Regions from separate parts of the Sus scrofa genome. Here region 2 is linked to region 1. The links are chromatin contacts, called in public targeted proximity ligation maps. All regions are on one chromosome and are shown on one strand. The core of a region is the stretch at or near the end of the contact, and the rest is flanking DNA. Distances in the headings are between cores, read along the strand shown. Region 1 overlaps LOC100624559 (myomegalin). Region 2 overlaps NOTCH2 (neurogenic locus notch homolog protein 2).

The links.
Region 2: a contact with region 1 is called in a targeted proximity ligation map of alveolar macrophages. A contact is called at or near these places in 1 of 47 Hi-C or Micro-C datasets (embryonic fibroblasts) and 1 of 2 datasets of targeted methods (alveolar macrophages).

What each region holds. Positions count from the first base shown.
Region 1 is chr4:100,809,169-100,814,680 of Sscrofa11.1, forward strand. All of the region lies in intron 3 of LOC100624559 (myomegalin), which reads right to left. Among named protein-coding and RNA genes, the nearest start is that of NOTCH2, 140 kb to the right of the region's middle.
Region 2 is chr4:100,999,289-101,005,011 of Sscrofa11.1, forward strand. All of the region lies in intron 1 of NOTCH2 (neurogenic locus notch homolog protein 2), which reads left to right. Among named protein-coding and RNA genes, the nearest start is that of NOTCH2, 51 kb to the left of the region's middle.

The DNA.
Region 1 (5,512 bases), core at 118-2,617:
TTAACCCACAGCACCACAAGGGAACTTCCTATTTTTGTTATTTAAACATTTTATCATTGGAATGGAAATTCCTCAGGGTCCACAGGAAGAAAGATAGAGCTTCTCTTCCTACAGTGAAGAGGAGAAGAAACCAAGTTCTAATAAGGGGACAGAAGGGAGATAATAAAAAAATAAGAAGAATTATTCAAGTGCCATTTTCTCTGTAAAAGTGGTCTTTTCTGTGTTAGTAACCACATCTGCTGGAATTTTCAGGGTTGTTCAATTTTTAAAATTTCATTCTTTTTGATAAAGTTACTTTGTATAACCAAATGTGAGTCAATATTTATAACTTTGTAAGGTTTACATATATGTATGAATACAAATTAGGAAAAAATGTTTTGTCCTACATTGAGGTTTTAAAGACATACATTTGATTGGCAATTATTCTAATCTTGTAATCCATTCCACTGGTGACTTAGATGTTATTTAAATTAAATTTTTTTTTTTTTTTGTCTTTTTGCCTTTTCTAGGGCTGCCCCCGTGGCATATGGAGGTTCCCAGGCTAGGGGTCTAATTGGAGTTGTAGCCACCGACCTACGCCAGAGCCACAGCAACGTGGGATCTGAGCCGCGTCTGCAACCTACACCACAGCTCACGGCAACGCCGGATCGTTAACCCACTGAGCAAGGCCAGGGATCGAACCCTCAACCTCATGGTTCCTAGTCAGATTCGTTAACCACTGCTCCACGATGGGAACTCCTAAATTAAATTTTGTATAATTTAAATTTCTTAGGTCCTCTATCAGAGTGTATACCTCTCTGTGTCCTCTACAGCACTTGAATCATTCCTTTTACTCATAGTTCTTAAGAATAAGTAATTGATTTGATGCCTATTTTTGGCACTGTTGCTTAGGAATGAAAATGGTTGCCCAGGTTTGGTGGAATGACTGTGTGGAATCCTTCTGAAAAGTTACATTTAATAAGAAAAAAATCCTGTGCTTACGATAGCTGAAAGTTTAGAATTTACCCCCTTTCCTTCTCACCTAGTAACTTTTTGAAAGTCTCAAGATACTAGTGAAATCAAAACCAGTCTGTTTGGGGCACTGCAGTTTGAGGAGCTTAAAAAAAGGGAAGAAAGAAAATTCACTTCACCAGTGGCATGCATTTCCCAAGGCTGTAATTACAGAGAAACTCAAGAAGTACTTGAAATAGCTGGGCCTAAAGGCAGCATTGACATGACCCAGACCCACCTAAACCAGAACAGAAACCCAGGCCATGATAACTCAGATCTCCATAAAGGCAGAAAAGTCCCTTTTAGGACTCACTGCCCCCTGCCCCCCAGACTCCAAGGCCCAAGTGGAAAAATTTGCCAGGCTGGGTGGGGCCTCAACAGACTGACTCACTGTGGTTGGACTCAGACTGCCAGGAAAAGCTAGCTTCAGACTATGATTAAGCAAATACTGCAGCTGATTTTGCTGGCACTTTCATGTTAAAGACAACATTATTAAAAATGTGTAAACAGAGAGGGCAGTGGAGGCCTTCTCTAGGCCTTAAGGCCACAAACCCCCACCCCTCCATGACTTTTCTATAGCATTTGCCATTTTGATTCGCTGCATGAACCCAAATTGCACACGTTTCATTAATGTAAACCTCTCCTTCTCTGAACGGTCCTCTTATTTTTCCAAGAAGCTTGACTCTGGGACTTATCGTAGCTCTGCTACTTTACTGCACAGCTTTCTTCAGGTTGCGTCTTGGTCTCTTTTCTCATATCATGGATGTAATATAATGCCTATCTCATAAGCTAGGAAAATGAACCTATAAAGATCTGAAATAAAATATGTTCAGCGTCTAAAAAGTACCTAGTGTATAATAAACACTCAATAAGTATTATTATTAGCTGTTAATATGATCTTAATAAATCCTGTCAAATATTCTAAAAGGTCTCTGCTTTCTTTCCTTACTTAACATTTATAATTTTATCATCCCAGTTTAGGTAGAAAGTTATCTCCCTTTAAACTCACTATTAAAAATAAATATACTAGGAATTCCCGTCGTGGCTCAGTGGTTAACGAATCTGACTAGGAACTGTGAAGTTGCGGGTTTGATCCCTGGCCTTTCTCAGTGGGTTACAGATCCGGTGTTTCCGTGAGCTGGGGTGTAGGCTGGTGGCTACAGCTCCGATTAGACCTCTAGCCTGGGAACCTCCATATGCTGCAGGAGCAGCCCTATAAAAGGCAAAAGGACAATAAATAAATAAATAAATATACTCGACTTCTCAGTTATCTATCCTAAACAATTAATTAATATACCAATACCCTCCATAGAATCATTTTATTTACTGTAAATACACTCAATGAATACCGAGTAGAGGCTAGCAGGAATACAAATCCAACATAACACTCAATCTTCAACAATACTTTTTGGAGTTCTCATCGTGGCACAGTGGTTAGCAAACCCGACTAGCATCCATGAGGATGCAGGTTTGATCCCTGGCCTTGCTCAGTGGGTTAAAGATCTGGCGTTGCCATGAGCTGTGGTGTAGATCACAGATGAAGCTCGGATCTGGTGTTGCTGTGGCTGTGGTGTAAGCCAGCAGCTGTAGCTCCAATTCAACCCCTAGCCTGGGAACCTCCATATGCCACAGGCACAGCCCTAAAAGACAAAGAGACAAAAAAAAAACCACACAAAAAAACAAAACACCAAACCAATACTTTTCAACAAGTTTAGCTTAGTTGATAAACATCTGCTGAGCACTTCCTGTGTACTCTAGGTTCTAAACATTAGAAAGGGATAAACAAGAGGTTTTCTGCCCTTGATTTGCCTGGAGTCAGAGTATATATTTTGAGATTGGAGAGTTAGGGAAAGAAACCTAAAAAGAAAAGCAAACAGAAAACAAACAAACAAAAAACAAAACAAAACAAAAACACCAAAAAACAAAACCCGGGATGTGAACTGAAACTTGAGGGATGAGTAAGTTTTGACCAGGTAAAGAATAGGAGAGAAAGGTATTCTAGGCAGAAGGAACAGGCGGGACAAAGACTTGGAAGAGTGAAACAACTCTGAATTGCAAGAAGTTCAGAATTCATGGAATAGAAAGCACGTGATGGATGACACTGGGAGACAGAATCGGACTTACAGGTTACCCAGGGAAGACAGAACTGCACTCTGTGCCTGGCTATAAATTGGAGGAGCTCACCACACCAGTCCCCCATGAGGCAGCACTTGCATTACCACTAACCTAGGAAGTGCTCACTATTTTAGGTCACAAAAATTACAGTTATGTCCAGGCTCACATTATGAGATGAGGGGTAAGTTCCTTTGTTATTCTTTGTGCTTTTATTTCCTCCCTTGTAAACTGGGGTAATAATCATGCTTTTTTCACAGAGTTGCCATGAGCATTAAGGACAATAACACTGCACTACTTAGAACACTACCCGACACACGAAAGTGATCAACACATGCTGGCTAGTATTATTTGCCGCTCTAGTCACATTCATCCCAGAGATGCTGAAGGTGGGGCGGGCGCTGTAATCAGTGAGAAAGGATATAGGAATGAATTTTTCTCAACATATGAATATGGCATTTGTAAGCAAAATGACCCGATAACCCACCAGGATTTGTAATCATGGTACATAAACTCCATGACCTCCAAAAAGTCACAATTTCTGAGTCCTGGTTTCCTCACTTGAAAATAGGGACAGTGCTTGTTTCATGTAGGTTTATAAAGACAAAATAAGGCAATTTATGAGAAGCACTTAACCCACTTCTCAAATCTACAAATCTAGAAAGAATAGAGATCACTGCATCAGTGGACCTTCTGAGGGGGGAAAAAGTCCCTTTACAACAAAGCTGATGAGTTTTAAAAAATAATAAAATCACCCATTCATTCAAAAAGTACAAATGAAGCATACATAAGAAGCAAAACTCTGGAGTTCCTGTCGTGGCGCAGTGGTTAACGAATCCAACTAGGAACCATGAGGTTGCGGGTTCGGTCCCTGGCCTTGCTCAGTGGGTTAAGGATCATGGAGTTGCCATGAGCTGCGGTGTAGGCTGCAGACGCGGCTCGGATCCCACGTTGCTACGGCTCTGGCATAGGCCGGAAGCTACAGCTCCAATTAGACCCCTAGCCTGGGAACCTCCATATGCCACGGGGGCAGCCCTAGAGAAGGAAAAAAAAAAAAAAGAAGCAAAACTCTTTTATCATGGGAAATAATACCTCTTAATTTACACCTACCAGAGTAAGGTTCAGTAGGGCCATCTGTGTCAGTATTTACGACACCCCCCTCCCACTCATACTGTTGATGGAGGATGGTGAACATGAGAAAAGAAAACTGGTATCTTCAAAACGCTGTTCCCTTTGCCCCTTCTTCCTGCACCAACATAGTGAAGAAAGATGCCATCACTTTAACTTGACCAAGGATGTATTTTCCATAATGTGCCAATATTTATAATTTTAGTCTATTATTTCTTACTCTGGAATCAAAGGCTCTTTTTCCTAGAATTTCCTATAACAACAAATATTTCAGAAGCAATTACATTATTGATCAACTACTTTTTACTGATTAAGCACCTTTAATATTACTTCTTTCCTTGTTCTAAGTCTCTCTTTTTACCTCCCTTGACTAAGTCCTTTCAGGCACTTTTAAGAAAATACCACAGACTGGGTAGCTTATAAATAAGTGAGGTTTATTTCTCATCATTCTGGAAGCTGGAAGTCCAAGATCATGGTGCCAGCCGGGTCAGGTGAGGTTCTCTTCTGGGTCACAGTCTTCTCTTTGTATCCTACATGGTGGAAGGGGCTAGGGAATCTCTCAGGAGCCTCTTTTATAAGGCACTAATCTCATCCATGAGGGCTCTGCCCTCATGACTTAAGCACCTTCCAAAGCCCTGCCTCCCAATTCCATCACCTTTAGGGGTTAGGATCTCAAAATACGAATTTTGAGGGAACACAAGCATTCAGATCATAGCATCTCTCTAGCCCAGTCTTTCATTGGCTCTATTCGTGAACATACTTACCTTCCTTTTACCCAAATTTCCCCTCTGTCTGGGATATTATAATCTCCTTCTCTGACTGGTAAAACCTAACTTGGCCGTGGAGACCTCAGTCAATGTGCAGCGCCTGTGAAAGGCCCTTCTCTGTCCTTTAATTGAACATTCTCTCTAAAGATCTCAGCATACACAGTCCTTATCTTTATGATAAGGACATCTTATACTGTAAGCAATGCAATGTCTGCATTTCCCAACAGACTATAACTAAGAGCAGGAATGGCATCTTTTTTAAAGTGATTGAGTGTTTGTTGCAGGGATAGGTGAAATAAGGATGATGCCATGGTCTGAATGTGCCCTCCCCTCATTCATATGTTGAAATCCTAATCCCCAAAGGCAGTGGTGCCATGTTAGGAGGTGGACCTTTGGGATTAGTGTTGTATAAAAGAAGCTCCAGAGAGATCCCTAGCTCCTTCTGTTGTGCAGGAACATAATGAGAAGACACCAGCTCTGAACCAGTAAGAGGGCCCTCACCAGAAGCTAACCAT
Region 2 (5,723 bases), core at 998-3,497, 190 kb after region 1:
CTACAAATGAAATCTGCTAAAGAGGGATGGCTGGTGATATTTTATTTTTACAGATGAGAACAGTAAGTCTCAAATGGCTTAAGAGAGTTCCTCTAGATCCCATGGTGTGAGTACATAGTAAAACATGATTAGAACTCAGGTCTAGTTTCTAGGGCAGTTTTTGTTTCTTTATAGCACATTGCTTGCTCCATAGTGTCCCTAAATCTGTGTTCTGTTCCCCATGATATGAAAAGATTGTCTGTTGATTAGTTGTGTTAGTTACAGCATGACAGCAGTGAAGCAGAAGTTGAGGATTCTTTCCTCAAATGGGTCAGTTAGCTTTTCCTAAAGCTTTTCTGTGCCTGCAGTAACCAGTAGTCCATGCTGCCTAGACAGCAATGTTGACCCATAGTGAAGGAGGCTGGAGAATGGGGCTAACTCACCTTAACCCATCACAACTTCCGCATGTTCTATCAATGAGTCCATAATGTCATGTTCATTTACATGCATTTTATTTTATTTTTTATTTTTTTATTTTATTTTATTTTATTTTATTTTATTTTATTTTATTTTATTTTATTTTTTGTCTTTTTAGGGCCACACCCGCAACATAAGGAGGTTCCCAGGCTAAGGGTCTAATTGAAGCCGTAGCCACTGGCCTATGCCACAGCCACAGCAGTACCAGATCTGAGTCCTGTCTTCGACTTACAGGACACGGCAATGCCGGATCATTAACCCACTGAGTGAGGCCAGGGATCGAACCTGCGTCCTCATGGATGCTAGTCAGATTTGTGTCTGCTGAGCCACGATGGGAACTCCTCACATGCATTTTATGTTCTCGGTATGTATCTCTTAGTATTTTCTTTCCCTCAGCTGTTTTTAATGTCTTGAGTCTTAGTTCTTCCTGAGTGGCCTGAAGTGACTTTGTTGTTCATTCAAGTTTCTCTTAAATCTCTCAAGAGCATATAGCACGGGCTACTCCTTAATGTAGTTTTATTTCATGCTCTTGCCACTTCTCTCCTTATTATCGTAACCTTAAATTTAAACAGATTATAAATTATGTATACAGATAGGCGTGTCAGTTTTGCACTGTCACTTATGTAAGTGCACTTTAGCATTTCTTCTTTCCTTTTAATCAAAATGAGGAAATAGAAAATGTTTTGTTATGGTAGTTTTACGCATACACCCACAAGGAAATGCATAGCTAGCTTCTGTGGGAACTGTAACTGATGCATTTTAGGGAAGAAAATGCATGATGGCTAAAATTTTAACTCTGCCAAATGGTTATGGGGAAAGAAAGAAAAATGATGAAACTCACGCAATGCACTTCAGTTTAGCTTACTAATTCTAAGGCTAAAAGCTTATATGAATCTGTGGCTTGTTTATGTCTATCTGTATGTAAAGGTATGCTTGCTTTTTCCACAGTAGTGCATTTCACAAGTTGTGGTTTTCATTCAAGGGAGCCATCTTAACAAACGTTCTCTCAGGTATGTGGTGTAGGAAAGCTTACTGCCAAGAGTGGCCGGTTAGTTGAAGGTTTGACATCTCAGTATCAACAGAATGCCAAATGGACCATTTTGTCTTCTCCAGCAATCCAGTTGGACATTTGGCCAGCCATGCCCTGTGGTCAGCTGAGAGCTTTCTCCATAAAGGCCACTGTCATCAAGCCCCATTGCAGTGATGTACCTCTCTCACTAGGAAGAATTTGGCAGTTGTGTATCATGAGAGCTAGGTTTCCCCAGGCTCTGTCATCCAGAGGAGAGCTTTGATAGCAGGATTGTTCTTGTTCCTGAGGCACACGGATTATCCAGAACACATACCATTTGTTGATGGAAAATTGGGAATTGATTATATTTTTTATTCAAGACAGGTTGAAATAAATGAATTTGTTATGTTCACTGCAGTAAAGAAATATTTATGGTTTTGGTAAATTTTAAATTTCAAATTTGATAACTTGGATTTTTGAATTAAACAGACATCCCTACTTTGTGTGTGTGTGTGTGTGTGTGTGTGTGTGTGTGTGTGTATGTATGTGTGTTGGGAGGAAGAGGGATTAAACCTTGGAACTATTTAAAAAAAATTTTTTTTTATGGTAGTGGCTCTTCTCAGTTGGTACCAGAGAATAACTATCTAGAATGCTGTTCAGGTCTAGTGAAATGATTTAGGGAAGTTGTAACTGGTTTAATAACCATCTGTAGAGTGACATAGATCGACACACCCAATTACACAAGACCTAAGGCTGAGAACTGTTGATGTGTAATCATCCCATCAGCATCTGCTCATCATTATCAACAACAACAATGGCTCAACTATTCCTTTGGGGCCACATGAAAAGACAGTGTACCCACAGCAAAGGGCAAGTCAGACCTTACAAAAACATAGTCTTCCCTGACCCCTTGTTCTCAAACTACCCTTTCGTGAGATTTTGAAATAATTCTTTATTTCTTGTTTGTCATTCATTTTCCTTTTTAAATACCCTGCCTTTCCAGCTCAAATTTTTGCCAGAACCAGGAAAGGCAATGTACTATGGGTCATTTTTCTAACCCATTTTTTTGTTGTAACCCTTTATATCTATAACTTCAGACTGTTTTGTGTGTGTGAAAGTATTCAGTATCTTTTCTAGTTCTGACTTTTTTTTACACCTGCTGTCAAATAACTCATGAACACTTTGTAAAATAAATCATTTTGGTCGCTGTGAGTTGGAGGGAAGGAATCAGTTCACAGGAATAAATTGGCAGGTTGACAAGACAATATCTAATAGATTACGGAGCACTTTCTTGTGCATTATCTTTTATGAGACCATTTTTTGAGACCATCTCTCGTTTGTGGAGACTGAGGCAGAGACCCTGTGAGACTGAATCCAGACTCACACTGTAGGTACCAGGGATAGCTGGAGAACCAAAGCCAGGTCTTCTGTCTCTTGCTTGGTATATAGCTAGATCATTATTTTATTGGCAGAAATGGGAGAATCTTTCTGTTTTTAAAAGGTACCCTTTTGCCTTTGGAAGGTATGTTAGTGGTTCTTAGAGTGGAAAGAAGGTAGTTACGTTTTTGCTTTTTGGTAAAAATCTTCGTGTTTTCTCTGATTTTTGTTTTGTTTTGTTTTTAACCAGAGTTGTATGGCATTGCAGGGCTTCTGACTAAGGTGCCTTTTGGGAAATAAGGTGGTATAGAAATGAATGAACTTTTCCATGACATTCTGAAGGAATAGACTTAATCTAGTGACACAGATGTATTCTTTGGTTTAACAACACACTACATACTTTAATTCTGGTGTTTAAATATTTGGTTATCTTATTTCTGGAGCATGAATATCTGTGCACAGAATGGATGCTTAATAGTTCTCATTGATTTGGCAAGTGGTCAAATGCGAGGTGAGTATTGGTAGGGCAGTGCCATGTAACTGCAGTACCAGTCTGAAAGTACATGGCATTGTCTGTCTGTGGGCAGACTGGCTGTGAGACCTAGCTCATTGTTTGAGAGCTGATGTGGAGTTTCAGGAAACACTCTGAGCTGTGGTCAGAAGTCTTGGTATGGGACAGTGTGAGCCCAGGGAATGTGTGTAGATAGGGGGCCATTAAGAAATAGGTTTTATATTTCTTCTAAGAGTGAGGCATTGTGCTTCTTTGTCCAGTTTAGGCTCCTTTTGGTGAGGTAAGGGGAAGCAGAAGAAGAGAAGCAGGAAGTTCCCTGGTGGTGCAGCGGATTAAGGATCCAGCATTGTCACTGCTGTGGCACAGGTTGGATCCCTAGCTCAGGGAACTTGTGCATGCCACGGGTGTAGGGGGAAAATAAAGACCAAGAAGAAGAAGAGGAGAAGCAGTAATTCTTGAGAACTTCCTTGAAGGTTATAGCTGGCTCTAAAGAGTCTTGGTTGAACTAGCTGAGTAAGTAGTCTCTAGGACAAGTGAACTTAACAGAAGTCCCTTTTGTTATACATATAGCTCCCAGGTATTGCTATAAGGTCCATGCTGTCACTGTTTGGAATAGTAGTTGTCCAGTTTGAATGTGCATCAAGTTTTGGAGGGTTTGTTAGAACACAGATTGCTGGGTCCACCCCCAGAGTTTCTGATTCTGTAGGAGGGTTTGTTAGAATACAGATTGCTGGGTCCACCCCCAGAGTTTCTGATTCTGTAGGCTTGGCATGGGACCTGGCAATTCACATTCCTGACAAGTTCACAGGTGATGTTGCTGCTATTTGGGGAATTACATTTTAAGACTCTTTGGCTTAGGGCAACCTCAGGTGTTTGAGTTTGGGGGCAGAGGGAACAATGCAAGCTTAGTTGGGATCTTTTCACAGCTCCTCCAATGTGTGGCGAGGTGAGCTTCCAGATGTATTAATTCACTCAGCAAAACCGTGAATGTTATAGTGGTTAGGGGATACTGTGAAGAAGGCACATAAAAGTGCTTCTATTGTGAAACTTCCATGATAGACCAGGATTAACCAGATACCAGTCCTACTGGTCATTGGTGTTTGCAGGTGAGCTGGTTTCTTTTCCTAGCTTCCTTCTACTTACTTTACTTTTTTGGGGGAACCTTTGAATTTATTAATCATCACTAGTGCTTTTTATCAAGGGTAGCTAAGTGTTTTACAGTCATTATCCCATTTAATCTTTAGAACAACCCCTGGTGTTTTCATCTTGACCTAAAAAATGTAAACTTTAAAAAAGGTTGGTACTTGCTCAGTATTATGCATCTGGTGAATGGTGGATCCAGGTCTGTTTGACTGCAAGGCCACACTCTTTACTACCATGCTTTTTTAAAAAACTGCAGATTGTGATCAGTAATGCTTCATGGAACCTATCTGGTAGGTCTCAAATAGCACTTTGGGGGGAAAATGGAGTAGAACAGAAAAATCACAAGGTAAGGTAAACATTATTTCTTGACATTTTTGTTTTGGCTTTGTACATATATATGTGAATATTGAGTTCTGACTTACAATACTTTTATTGTAGATCACAGTAAAAATGTTTTAAGCTTCTGCCCTGTTGGCTAGGGAACCATAGGTCATCTAATCATTTTTTTAAAAAACATAAGATTTAGGCCTTAGAAACATAAGTCATTTTTCAAGAGCACGAAAAATAGTGGCGGTATGAAGATCAGATATCTGACTTTTCAGCCCCTGGTCTATTGCTTTATCACTCACACTATGATGCTTCCTTAAAAGTGCTCTGTATTGCCTGGAAATTGAGTCTTATCTTTCCACGTGAGATGTTGACAAAACCTGAAAAGGGAAGTTGAATCTCTGCCTGCTCTGGGTAGGTGGAAATTCTGCCATGGAGCCCCCAAAGTCTGCAGATAAAGCTGTAGCGTTTCTCCTGTTGGTTCTGGTGTACTCAGTGGAATGGAATGAGGATAATAGTATTGACTAAAAGTACCAGGCTCTAAGCATGGTTCACATATTAACTCATTTAAGTACAAATTATTTTGACAGAGTGGCCATGGCTGGGATGTAAACTTGGCTGTTTTGAGTGAGAGGGGTCATCCTACCAGCATGAGTTCAAACTTCTCTGTGCTGTCTCCAGTTCCTCATTTTGTTCCTGCTGAGTTCAGAGCTATTTACCTCATAGCCTGTCTTACCTGGGCATGGTCTAAGGTTCATTTTCTTGTTTCAGACCATCTACCTTCACTAGGTGGGTAATTTGGGTTCCTGTTACCTTTTCCCCTAAATTAGTACATCGCTGATTTCCATCAGGAGCATGGCTGTGGATTGTCAGCATGAATAGGTGATGTTGTTTTAGTCT